Regions from separate parts of the Mus musculus genome. Here region 1 is linked to region 2. Evidence: chromatin contacts called from public HiChIP or PLAC-seq data. All regions are on one chromosome and are shown on one strand. The core of a region is the stretch at or near the end of the contact, and the rest is flanking DNA. Distances in the headings are between cores, read along the strand shown. Region 1 holds the start of Whrn (whirlin). Region 2 overlaps Akna (AT-hook transcription factor).

Region 1 (5,822 bases), core at 584-3,083, 110 kb after region 2:
AGTGGGGCAGAACTAACTTTCAGCGGCAAAAAGCCTACAGGATCCAGAAAACAGCACAGCAGCAATAAAGATGGGGGGGGTGGGGGGGGGTCTGGAGGGGGGAGAGCATCAATTACCCAATGTCAAGCAGGGGCTCTTTTCTAACACTTGTAAGGATCCACAGCCCTTTTCACATTTTATGACCAGGCATTTGCTTATGTTATACTGTGTATGTGCCTTAGCCTTTAGGTCACCTAAGGCAAGAATAACCATTTCCTCCGTGCTCAGAACACCGATCTGCGCCACAAATTAAATGTTCCTCTTTTAAAATCCGGTCAGGGAGGCAAAAATAAACCAACAACAAAGACCAGAAAGGTCAGGCGATTTGGTATAAAAGATAGCAGCACAGGCAACCGAAGAGGGAGCACTAAACTGCCTGTACTGTCCTCTAACGCTCCCATAAACCACAGCCCTACCTTGACAGCCTCCGCGTGGGTCACCCGGGCTAGAGATTTATCGTTGACGCGCAGAATCTGGTCCCCGACCCGCAACCCTTCCTTCTCTGCCAGGGAGCCCGGCTCCACTAGAGACACGTAGATGCCCACGCCGTGTTCCGAGCCCCCGCGGATGCTGAAGCCCAAGCCCTCGTGGGCCTTGGCGCGCCGCAGGCTCACGAGTCGCACCTCCCCGGGCCCCGCGCCGTCGGGAGCGGCCCAGGCGGGCTGCCTGTAGGGGGTGGTGGCTGGCAGGTAGAGGCCCTCGGCCGTGTACTGGTCGAAGAGCAGCTGGTCGGAGCGCGGGATGACCAGACGCAGCATGGGCAGCAGACGCCGCTTGACCGGGCTGTCCAGCAGGACGCGCAGGGTGCGCACCAGGTCGAAGACGTTGCGGCGCGCGTGGTACGCGTTGAGGCAGTGAGTGAACTGCTCCCGCTCGGGCTCGCTCAGCAGCGCCGTGAGCGCTTGGTGCAGCTGGCGCACGTTGGCAGACAGCAGCCGCAACCCCGCGCCCCCGCCGCCGCCCGCCGCCGCCGCCGCCGAGCCCAGCGAGCCGGTGGAGGACGAGCTCACCGACAGGCCGTCCAGCTGTGCGTTCATCTCCCCGCCGAGGCCCGGCCGCACTCGGGGCGCGCGGCGCGGGGCGGCAGCTGCACCTGCGGCCAGAGGCGCGACAGCTGGATTCCCCGGGGCGCGGAGGTCACGGCTGGAGTCTGGGTTTGGGGTAGACGCGGAGTCACCGGCTGCAGTCTAGACTGGCCCGGAGAGCGGAGACGACGGCTGCAGGGTGGGTTGGGGAGGTGCAGGTGAGCTAGAGCGCTGGCTGGATCCTGGGGAGGTGGCAGGGACAGCGGCTGGTGTCCCAGGGGCGCGAAGGCAGGTGAAACTGGAATTCGGAGGACGAAGAGACGGCGGCTGCAATCCTGAGGACCGCGGCGGGATCCTGGGGGGACAAAGAGTTGGCGCCTGGAGGCCGGAGGTCGTGGAGACTGCGGCTGGAGGCCGGGGGGAGCGAGAACAGCAGCTACATGCCGGAAGGCGCGGGGACCGTGCGTGGCCGCAGTGGGGGGCGCAGCCACGCCGCCCGCCCCGTCACACCATGTCCGGGGCTCCCCCAGCCGAGATGCCCGTTCCTCTAGGGCTGGGGGACCCCAAAGTCAGAAAGAAGTTAGGGCGCCGGTCAATCTAGGCTCAGAGTCCGGAGCAGTCGCAGCCAGAGGAGCCACGCGGGCGTCCGGCGGGGGGTGCGGGGCATGTCCCGGGCCGCCCACCATGCAGCAGCCCGGGCCCCCGCGCCCCAACGCCGCCCGGGCGCACACGGAGCCACGCGGCCGGGAGCCCGGACTTTGCGAACTGTTGAGCAGCTCTGGGCTGAGTCTTCCAGCGAGTTCCGACGCCGCCGCCGTCGCCAGCCGGGACTTGGCCCCGCCCCCTCGCCCCTCCCCCTCCCCGCCCCGTCCCCCCGCGGGCTCTTCAGGAAATGACGTCCCGCCTGGCGCGCCTGGCTGTTGCCTGGAGACGGGGTGAAACAGTCCGGCCCCAAGGAAGAAAGGGGTGAAAGTGGGGGTGAAAGAAAGCAGGAGGAGCCCTGGGCCCCTGCGAAGTCTTCCCACTTCCTCAGCCCAGGGGTGAAAGATGGGGTCCTAAAAGCTGCGCTTTCCGGCGATCACAGCTCGATTCCAGGGTCGCTTTGGAGCAATTAGCCGGTTTGCCAATTCACAATTGGGGAAAATGGCCAACTTTTGGCCTCTAAAATAATAGATGCTTCATGCTCTGCTTTTCTGCCTTAAAATGTTGTTCCTGCAGCTTGCACACGTGCTGACTGCAAGTTTAAGTGAGTATGTGGACGATAATCGGTCACCTGCTCTGCACATGAGAAGAATATAAGCCACACAGGTGCCATCAGGAGCCAAGTCCTGTGCTGGGATAGATCAGCCTGGGCCCCTTCCTCTGGTGCTCTCCGGAGTGGGGGGGGGGGGGGGAGGGGGGAGTGGGGGAAAGCAAGGAGCTGTTATCAGAACTGTAAAGTATGCAAACACACACACATGCATTTAAAACTAAGTCTGGAGTAGGAATGTCACTTGTACCAACTGTTAGGTCCCGCTTGTGATCTTTTCCACACTGAGGGAACAGGGTGAAGGTTACATGACAACTCTATATACAGTCTTTAAAAAAAACATATTTTATATGGAAAGATGTCAGAATACACAGTCTAAAGTCTGTCATCTGATACCCACTCTCCTAAACACTATCACAGGAAAAACTCGGCTTCTAGTCAAAGAAGTGTTCTAAGAAGATCTATAGTGCTTGACCTAGTCACCACTACATGCCATGTGGATCTCTTTAAACCTGAATTGCCTCTCCAGAGGTGTTCTGTGAAAAGCTGGTTTTTTTTCCCCTAAGACTGTCCTGGGTTGCCGTCACAGGAATGAAACGGCTGACTCTGATATGGGAGAAATAGAAAAAGAGAAGGATTATCTGGAGTGGCTTTGAGCTGGCTGCAGAAGGGTGTTTTGTTCCCTGGCTAGTTATTTACCTGTGCACTTGGTCATTCTTCATTCAACATTTGCCAAGCACCCGTTCTGCTGCTTGACCAAGCGGCATATGGTTGATGCTGGAGACCCAGGATAAAGAGTTGAAATCTTTGACCTCAAAGAGTCATAGTCTGGCAAAGGAAAGACGGTGTAGGTCAAGGTTAAAAACAAACAAACATAAAAAAGATAAGCATTAGGAGTGTCAAGATAGACCACAGTGAGGCGAGGAGACTAACAGGAATGGACTTTCTGGGCTGCAGAGATGTTTCCGCGGGTAAAGATATTTGCCACCAAGCCTGACCACCTGATTTTCATGCCTGGAACCAGCACGGTGGAAGGGGGAGAACCAACTCCTGCAAGCTGTCCTCTAATCTTCATGGTGCTTGTGGCACGTGTAGCAACCCTGTAGCACATAATAAACGAATAAGTAAATAAAATATTTTAAAAGAAGAATCTTTCTGAGTAATGGGAAGCCACAGGGAGATTTCTAACACTGTAGTTTAATGCAGTCCCAAAATGGAGGCAAAGAATTAAAGTTCTCCTTTCCCCAAAGCTCTCCCCTTCTTTTCACACAGACCTGAGTTGAATTGATGCCCAGTGAACATATTTCACAGGGCGTCACAAAGTGATGTCTTAAGTAGCCAATTGAGTGACCCTTTGACATCTGTCTTACAGCTCTGCGTGTAGCAGTCCGTGCTATGCATCCTTATTTCTTCTTGCCGACCCTAGTTGAAGTCTTTAATGCAACCAGAACAAGTTATTTAAGGAGAGAATCTGTTCCAACCCCTCCCCTCATGTATTAATGACATACCTCGAAATGCCACCACACGGGACTTAATTGCATGCAGTTCGGGTTTTCTGCAAATGTATTTCATGCTTAGTGTTCAGTTAGTTTGTGTTCTAATTATAATTGCTGTGATTGGTTTGATAAATGCAGCCCAGGAGCTAAGATTCCCCACTCCCAATATTTCCTTTCTGTGCAAAGGATGTTTTCGAGAATATTTTGCTTCGGGCAGCAGAAGCCTCTGTGCTAACAGCCTTAGGGAAAAAGGAAACACTTTCTTCTGCAAACATCGGGCACCATCTGGGAAGGCTGTGCTATTGTTTAGCTTCATAGAGGTTGATCTGAGAGAGCAGAGCGAGAACCGAGGGAAGGACAAATGGGAACTTTCCCATCCATCTTGCATAACCACCTTCGTATCAGTTTGCAGTGTGTCCCTCAGAGAGGCAACGTGTAACTGTGCTCAAACCTCAAGAATCCTATTTCATGAGTGAAGATGTGTTTGTCTGTCAAGAAATAAGCTCTCAGAAATTCAAGCTGCCTGGACTCCTGGGGGCTGTACTGCCTTCAGGCCCTTGAATGAAATAGGAATCAAGAGTTCCTGTTTGGCCTTGGCTGCATACTGCCCTCTTCAGAGCTAAAATAGTATTTTCCTGCAATCGCAGACATCCCCCCACCCCTCCCCTTTTCTAAAGCTAACTTTCACCCCAGTGCTGGAAACTGACCCCACTAGGTACACAGGCTAAATAAGACCTCAGACAACTGATCAATACCCTAAGCCAGGGTTCTCCAAGACAAGATCTCACTGTGCAGCTCAGACTCTCCTGGAACTTGATATGTAGCTCAGGCTAACCTTGAACTCATGATCCACCCGCTTCAACCTTCAAAGCAACACCACATCCAGCACCAAGGCCACTTTTAATTGTTCACTGTTGATAACCAACTTGAGCCAACCCTTCTAGTCCAGATGTTTCTGGAAATCTGGACTTGAGCAACCGGAAAGACAGAGCAGGAGAAAGAATGAATGGTGTTGCCTTTTGTGCTTAGCACAACTTACAAGTGCTGAGATATGCTCGTTGCTGAGCTGGACTTTTGTTTGTTGTTTGACTCTTAGTGACTTCTGCATTACTGTGATCAAAATATCTGACAAAAACAAGTGTGTGTGTGTGTGTGTGTGTGTGTGTGTGTGTGTTTATGTGTGTGTTCATGATTCCAGAAAGTTCAGTCCATCATGGTGATGACACCATAGCCCAGGAATTCACGTCATGACTGGCTAGGAAGTAGAGTGGGACAAGAAATAACCAGGGACCCTATGATTACCAGAGGCTGTCTCCAGTGGCCCACCTCCTGCAACCTGGCCCCACCTCCTGCAACCTGGCCCCACCTCCCAAGTCTCTCAAACCTCCCAATACAGTGTCATCGGCTTGGAGCTAGCTATTCAAACCATAAGCCCTTGGAATTCCTTTTCAGGTTCAGGACACAACGGTTTTGAATGCAAGCTACACGTTTCATGCCCTATGCGTCACATGAAGCATGTGACACACAGGAGGACAGGACATTACTGGTGACTTCCTTCTCCCTCTTTTTATTGCAATCTTTAAAAGCCCTTTTCCATTCATTCCATAGTTATTCGGAGCCTCTCTCCTTCCCTCTAATTCACTGAAATGTCTCCTCAGAAGGTGATAGAGATTAATTTAACTTGAGATGCATTTCCCGTGGGACATATAGAATTATCTGTAGCTGGTGGTTTTTTTTTTTTTTGAACAGCTCTGTTTTAAGCAATTATATGTTTTATTCACTCACTCCTACCAGCAAGTACAAGAGATTCCATCACCACTGTCGTCCTCTTCCTGGTAGAACAGAGAGGATGTAGAGATGCCAGGAGGCAACTATCCTGAGGATGAGAGGGATACCCACATGGAGAGTTGGGCTTTTGGACCAGGAGAGTCTCATTCCAGAGTTTGATTATCAATCTCTGTAGTGTAGAGTCTCCCAGATGTGTGGTTCAGAGATGTCAAGTTGGGCCATCCT
Region 2 (5,905 bases), core at 1,881-4,380:
TGCAGCCGACTCTGAGCTGGAGTGCCGTCTACAAAACCTCAAGAGGTGACAGTTTTGGCGTCGGTAACGAACAAATGAAGAAGGGGCAGTTTGTCATAAAGAGGAAAATGTCAGGTGGAGGCCCCGTGCTTTTGGGATGAGGTGTCTTGTGGGACAAAGCTGGGGTTCACTCACCTTGGCCAGGAGCCGGCTGGCCTGAGAGGTCAGTGCCTGGGTCTGTCCTGTGGAGGGCTGGTCTGTGGCAATGCCCTGGCTCTGAGGAAGCCGCCCTGGAGTGGCCACGCCGGGGGACGAGGAGGGACTCAGGTCTGTTCGTGGGAACGGCCACCCTGAAATACACAGCCGCTGAACCCTGGGGCTGAGGACAGTCCCCGAGTCCGCTGAGGTTGAAGCCCTGAGGTTCCTCAGACCACCATATCAACTATAGCTTGGCCCTTCCTGCCTAACCTTCACAGTAGTAGGGAGAGGGCTGGCCACTATGCTGCTGCTCCCCTACCAGAGTAAATGAGGTATGGGTCTAGCCTAGATCAAAGCTGTAAGGGGATGGTGTCAGGCCTGGGGGATTGATGGACTCAGTTGTAAGTACAGGCTCGAATTCATGGAAAAGCAGGTTCAAATCCTCGCCCTTTCCTTTCCAAGCTATGTGACCCCAGTATACCTTTGCCTCTCTGAGCCCCAAGTCTTCCAACTATCCCGGGACTATAAAAGCTGGTGTTATAAATCTTGTGTTGCTCACCAGCTCCGTGTGAGGACTAACTGGGGCCATATGTGTCCATTTCAGGGTCTACAATGGGCTCAGGGAGAACACTGCTCACGCCACAGAACCAACAGGCCAGGTGGCTGAGCCAAGGCTCTCCCTGGATGGTCCCCAGGGTGGACCTAAGGTTCTCCCTCCATGAGCAGGGGGATGCTTAAAAGCCCTGGCTCCTTCCCCAACTCACCTGTGGCCTCAGAGGCCTGTGGATCCTGGGCAGGGTCAGGCCACCACTCTGCTACTCTGGGTTGCGGGATAGAGAAGGATAAGACCTTGCTTCCTTGTGGCATTGACCCCGAGCAGAAGCTCTGACTGGGCTGTGGTGGGTCTGAATACAGGTGCACCTGAGGAAGAGGGAGGCAGGGAGGGAAGGAGTCAGACAGGGCGAGCTCACTGCAAAGAGGCCACAGCGCATCTGTTATCCAGGCTTCCTCCTTCCTCCTTCCACCACACAGGAGCCCCATCCTTAGCCTGGGAATCACGAACACCACTTTTCAGTGGGTCCTACACTGGGCGGAGGACTTAAAAGCCGCCTCCTATTGTCTTTCCAGAGGTCCTGAAAACGAGGCAGGTAGGGATGACTTTCCCTGTTTTTCTTTTTGTAAATTCGTCTCTCCTACGATATATCCTGACAGCAGCCTTCCCTCCCTCACTCCTCCCAGTTCCTCCCCCCAGTTCCCCTCCCGCACAGATCCACTGCTCCTCCGTGTCCCTTCAGAAAAGAGCAGGCCTCACAGAGATATCAATGGAACACAGCTTAACCAGTTACAATAATACAAGGAACAAACTCTCATATCAAGGCTGGCGAGGCAACCCAGTAAGAGAAAAGGGGTCCCAAGAGCAGGCAAAACAGTAAGAGACACCCCCCACTCCCACTTTTAGGAGCCCCACAAAAAACCCAAGCTAAGCAACCATAACATATATGCAGAGGACCTAGCACAGGCCCATGCGGGCTCCGAGATTGACGCTTCAGTCTCTGTGAGCCCCTACGAGCCCTAGACTCCCAGAAGTTAAGTGCCACAAGAGATCACCAGCTAGCTCTTACACTGGTAACAATAATGGTTACTAGTGATGGTTATTATATGTGTGTAACACATATATGATAATCATTAACGTTTTAATGAAATATTTCCAATAATAACTACATTGATAATGATAAACAGTAAATAGTAGATGGCTGTCTGAATGAAGGAAGGAGATGTTACGTGCACAAACAGAGCCTTCTAGTTGTGCTCTGACCTTGAAGATGGTGTGGGAAGTGTGTAGGGAGGGGGGCAGCTGATGGGGGGGGGGGATACACTGGAGCTCAGCAGGAGGGAATCCTGGTTCCAAGCAGGGGTGTGAACACAGATGGGGAGCCAGGGTCTGCTTTTGTATCCAGGGGCTCCCTGGCTGCAGGCACATCTGCCATCGTGTGCCACCAATGGCAGCTTTCACACCGTAGCAGCCAAGCTGGGCCGGCCCTGACAGAGGTTGTGGAAACCACAGCTGAAAATACTCAGTCTGGCTTGCTTGGCTTAATGTGTGCTCCAAAGTCAGAGGCCAGGCACCGACTCAGGCTCCGTCATGATACACCTCAGTTCTGGAGTGGATGGCACAGTTGGCATCACCGTGCATGAAGTCAGTGTAAGTAAATGGTAGCTCTCACCTGGCACTGTGAACTGTGATCGTCTGGAAGAGACTGTCCCCAATAGCTTTGGAATTTGAATACTTGGTCCCAGCTGGTGGCATTTTGGTGGGGGGGGGGGGGGTAGGACTAGGCGATGTGGCCTTGCTGAAGGAAGTGTATCACTGGGGTGAGCGAGCGCTGAGGCTTCGAGTGCCACACGCAAGTCTCAGTTTGCTCCCTCTGCTTTCTGCTTGTAGTTTATGCTGTGAGCGCTCAGCTTGCTGTTCAGACTGCCAACTGTGCTTCTCCACCGTGATGGTGATGGACCCTTGAGCCATAAACCCACCTAACTCCCTCCTTCTGTATGTTGGCTGGTCATGGTATCTTATCATAGCAATAAGAGAGTAACTAATACAGTCACCAGCATCTCCACCATCACCATCCTCCCTGTCGTCAGCGCAACACCAATAGTACCATCACCACATCACTCCCATCAGCACCATCATAGTCTTCACCATTACCGTAACCTTAACCATCATCCCTGTATCTTCAACATCCTCCCTATCCTTATGTGAATATGGCCACCGTGAAAGTGGACCAGTAAAAAAGATACACTCCTATGATGCCTTACTACCCATTTAAGAGCTCAGGTGGGCTATCCTGACTGCTCTCTGCCACCCCATGATCGGGACTAAGCAGCTGAAGATAGGCCTGACTTAGGAGTTCCACAGCCTTCAGACAGGAAGCCCCTTTGCATAAGCTGTTCTTTGAAGCCTGGCTGTCTCAAGTGTAATTTGGTGACACTGCCTCCCCCTGCCTGAGCCTCCCTAGCTGAGAACAAAGCTGGATTTTCATAATCCTCTGGGCCATCTGCTCAGCTTCGCCTGTGGGGGCCTGCCTATCAACACCCTTTTCTTCCTGAGGTGACCCAAATCCCAGGGGTGGCCCTGCCCTCTTGTGTTCCCCGCCCACTGTGCCAAGGCCCCACCTGAGGAGCAGCAGGAACCTGGCAGCTTCCAGATACAGAGGATGGAAACGAGGGAGACAGAGCCCCAGGACTGTGAGGCCCTGGCCATCCAGAGGAAGTAGGGAGTAGGGAGGGCACTTAGCAACTGCTGAGCCGTAGGGCCTGTGCCTGCCATGACCTGCCATTCTGGACAGACAGTGACACTGCCATGCAGTGACACTCAGAAGCCCTAGGGACTCTGTGCAGGGTGGACCAGCGAGTTTGGGAAACATGGGGTTAAACCTATGAGTATTCTGGGCACAGATGGGGTCTCAAGCCTTTAAAATGGTAATGAGCTCTATGAATGGGGCAAAAGGGGTGGGAAGAAAACACAGCCGCCCTCGCCCCCCCCCCCCCATATACACTGAACCCCATCAGGAGCTTCTGCTCCAGAGTGGCAGCAGAACACACTTCACGAAAGGTGCTGACATCATCCCCAATTCCTTTAAGGGTGGCTTCTGTCTCCTCACCGGTTTCACATCCCCCTAAAGCCGAGACAGGAGCTGGGAGGAAGTCGCAATAGGACAGCGAGTGGTGACATCACCACAGATTCTAGAGTCAGCACACAGAGTAAAGCCCACCCATGACTCCTAATTAGTCCTGGTCCCCTAGCCCATGCTCCCCAGACTGTGTGGTTCCTAGACGCTCCTAGATCTAAGCTCGGCCTTCCCTGGCAGTTTTTCTGGCTGCAGATTCGGTGAGCGTTGCTGGCTTGGCTTTGTCAGAGTAAGTGAGCCATGGGCCCTGCAGCCAGTGTTCAGGGTCAAAACCTAGCTCGGGCACCTCTACCTTGTGTGACCCTGCTAGGTTTTATGTGACAGAGAGGTTATCTCTGTGCCCAGTTGTAAATGACTTAGGATAGCAGTTAACAGAATCACCAGTGGATATTCTCCTATCACCATGGCCTGCCTGTCTGTAGGCTTGTCCCACACACCATGCTGGACCAGATCTAGGGATCCCAGACCTGAGGAAACTATACCATCTGCAAAGAACAGACAGATCCACGGGGACGTGCCACCTTTGTGTCTCACACTTGCTCTAGGACACTCACAGCTTAGCCTTTTGTCTGCAAGTGGAGGGGACACCCTTAGTCTGGGACTGGATTCTGGTTCAGCTGATGTTGGTCTCAGTTCCATCGGACTGTGGTTCCCAGTTCCCCACCACAGAGGGTGTATTCCAGCCTGGTTCCCTCTTGGGTGGGCCCAGCCCTGCCCCCTACATTGTTCTGGGCTCTGGCCAGAGCCTCAGCAGGTGCTAGAGAAGTCATGTTCAAAGATCCCTGTGAGAGACAGGAAGCCGATGGGATCCAGAACCTCTCATTCAGGTTTCTCCTAATTCAGGTCCGTTCAGGTGGACTTTGTGGAGAACATCTTCTGGTAGAGAACATGGAACTCAGAAATTGAAGCATCTGTGGGCCCTGATCCCCTGTTCTCCCCTGCAAGTTGGGACCCTGAGCTGTGCCCCAGTTACTCCCAAAATGGCAATGAGGCTGGGGTGGAGGGAATTATGGGCCATTTTCAGTGCAATCACTCGAACAGAACTCACTCTTTTCTTGGGCCAAAGAGTTATCATTTCAGAGAGCAGCAGAGGGAGGCTGAACCATCCAGCATCTCCTACAGTTTATCCTGGGAGCCCTCTCTGCAGCTCTCCCCAGGCCTGTCCTCAGACTCCCTCTCAATGCTCGGAGCTCTGGGTCACCTAAAGACATCAGTGGGAGTTATTGTCTTCCAAAAGGTCTGCTCACAGCCCCACAGATGTAACCCAATAGATGTGTCTAGAAGACCATGTGGGAAGGGTCCTGCCTGCACCTGGCAGGGCCACAGGCATGGAGACAGGCAGGCCCTTTTCAACTTCTTGCTAGGATAGACTACACCCGTGTTCCCCAAAAGTGGCTGAAGGCATGAGGTCAGCACATGACCGGGGGACCTCGGAGTGGGAAGCACTCTGCAGAAAGGTGGGGTGTCCTCTTTCTAGGGGGACAACCAGAGCTGGGGGAAGGGAGGTACATCTTTATTCAGCAGCTGTCCTGCCTCCTCTCTGCAGCCTGTTTGAGCAAACAAGGGTCTGAGGAAAGCAGGAAGTGCCAGGGGCTGATTGGCTCACTTCCTGCCTCGCCCCATTCAGGGTTCTCAGCCTCCTCTGGAGACAGGTCTTGGTGGAGGGCTATGCTACCCAGTTCTGAGTGGATGAGCTGATCCCTTCGGTGCCACACGGGGCTGTCCTACACGGGGTGCTCAGTTCCAGTTGGATAAGAGGAGGAGGTTTTGAGGGAGACACTGGAGAAAGGTGAAAGTAAGACACTGGAAAAAGGGGACACCAAAGAAAGATTGAGCAGAAAGTCTGCGCTACAGCCTGAAAGTCACCCAGCTGGCTAGAATGAGATCAGGAGTCAACCTCGGTAGTCATACCCCCAGCCCCCAGGCACAGAAAAGGAGACAACATCTGGTGACATTCTTTAGTACCCCAGGCTCCATCACTCAAAGACATCAAACAGTGAGAGAGATAGCCCAAGGTCAGAGAGAGGCCTGGTGGTGAT

What was found. HiChIP or PLAC-seq counts read pairs in DNA pulled down with a chosen protein or histone mark.
Region 1: an H3K27ac HiChIP or PLAC-seq map of double positive thymocytes shows a contact between it and region 2, with 2.5 times the contacts expected there. The contact joins the promoter of Whrn here to the enhancer-like site in region 2. A contact is called at or near these places in 1 of 39 promoter capture datasets (liver), 3 of 15 datasets of contacts at CTCF or cohesin (the NIH/3T3 cell line, large pre-B cells and thymocytes), 16 of 484 Hi-C or Micro-C datasets (B cells, CD4 T cells, CD4 single positive thymocytes and 11 more), 10 of 115 datasets of contacts at active chromatin or transcription factors (CD4 single positive thymocytes, CD8 T cells, double positive thymocytes and 6 more) and 2 of 9 other capture datasets (adipose tissue and liver).

The regions. Positions count from the first base shown.
Region 1 is chr4:63,494,158-63,499,979 of GRCm38.p6, forward strand. It overlaps Whrn (whirlin), which reads right to left and starts at 1,834. Exons shown (of 12, transcript NM_028640.2): 1 at 456-1,834. The coding sequence starts at 1,076.
Region 2 is chr4:63,386,056-63,391,960 of GRCm38.p6, forward strand. Akna (AT-hook transcription factor) reads right to left here. Exons shown (of 22, transcript NM_001045514.3): 5 at 942-1,098; 6 at 175-329. It overlaps Aknaos (a long non-coding RNA gene), which reads left to right. Exons shown (of 4, transcript XR_003955426.1): 2 at 1-1,325; 3 at 2,136-2,380; 4 at 2,621-5,905. Among named protein-coding and RNA genes, the nearest start is that of Gm52742, 6.3 kb to the right of the region's middle. Within about 2 kb of position 3,131, at least 122 of the 459 cell types and tissues checked have an H3K27ac peak or open chromatin away from gene starts, as enhancers often do. A contact at or near this core is called in B cells, CD4 single positive thymocytes, CD8 T cells and 10 more, where this site is marked.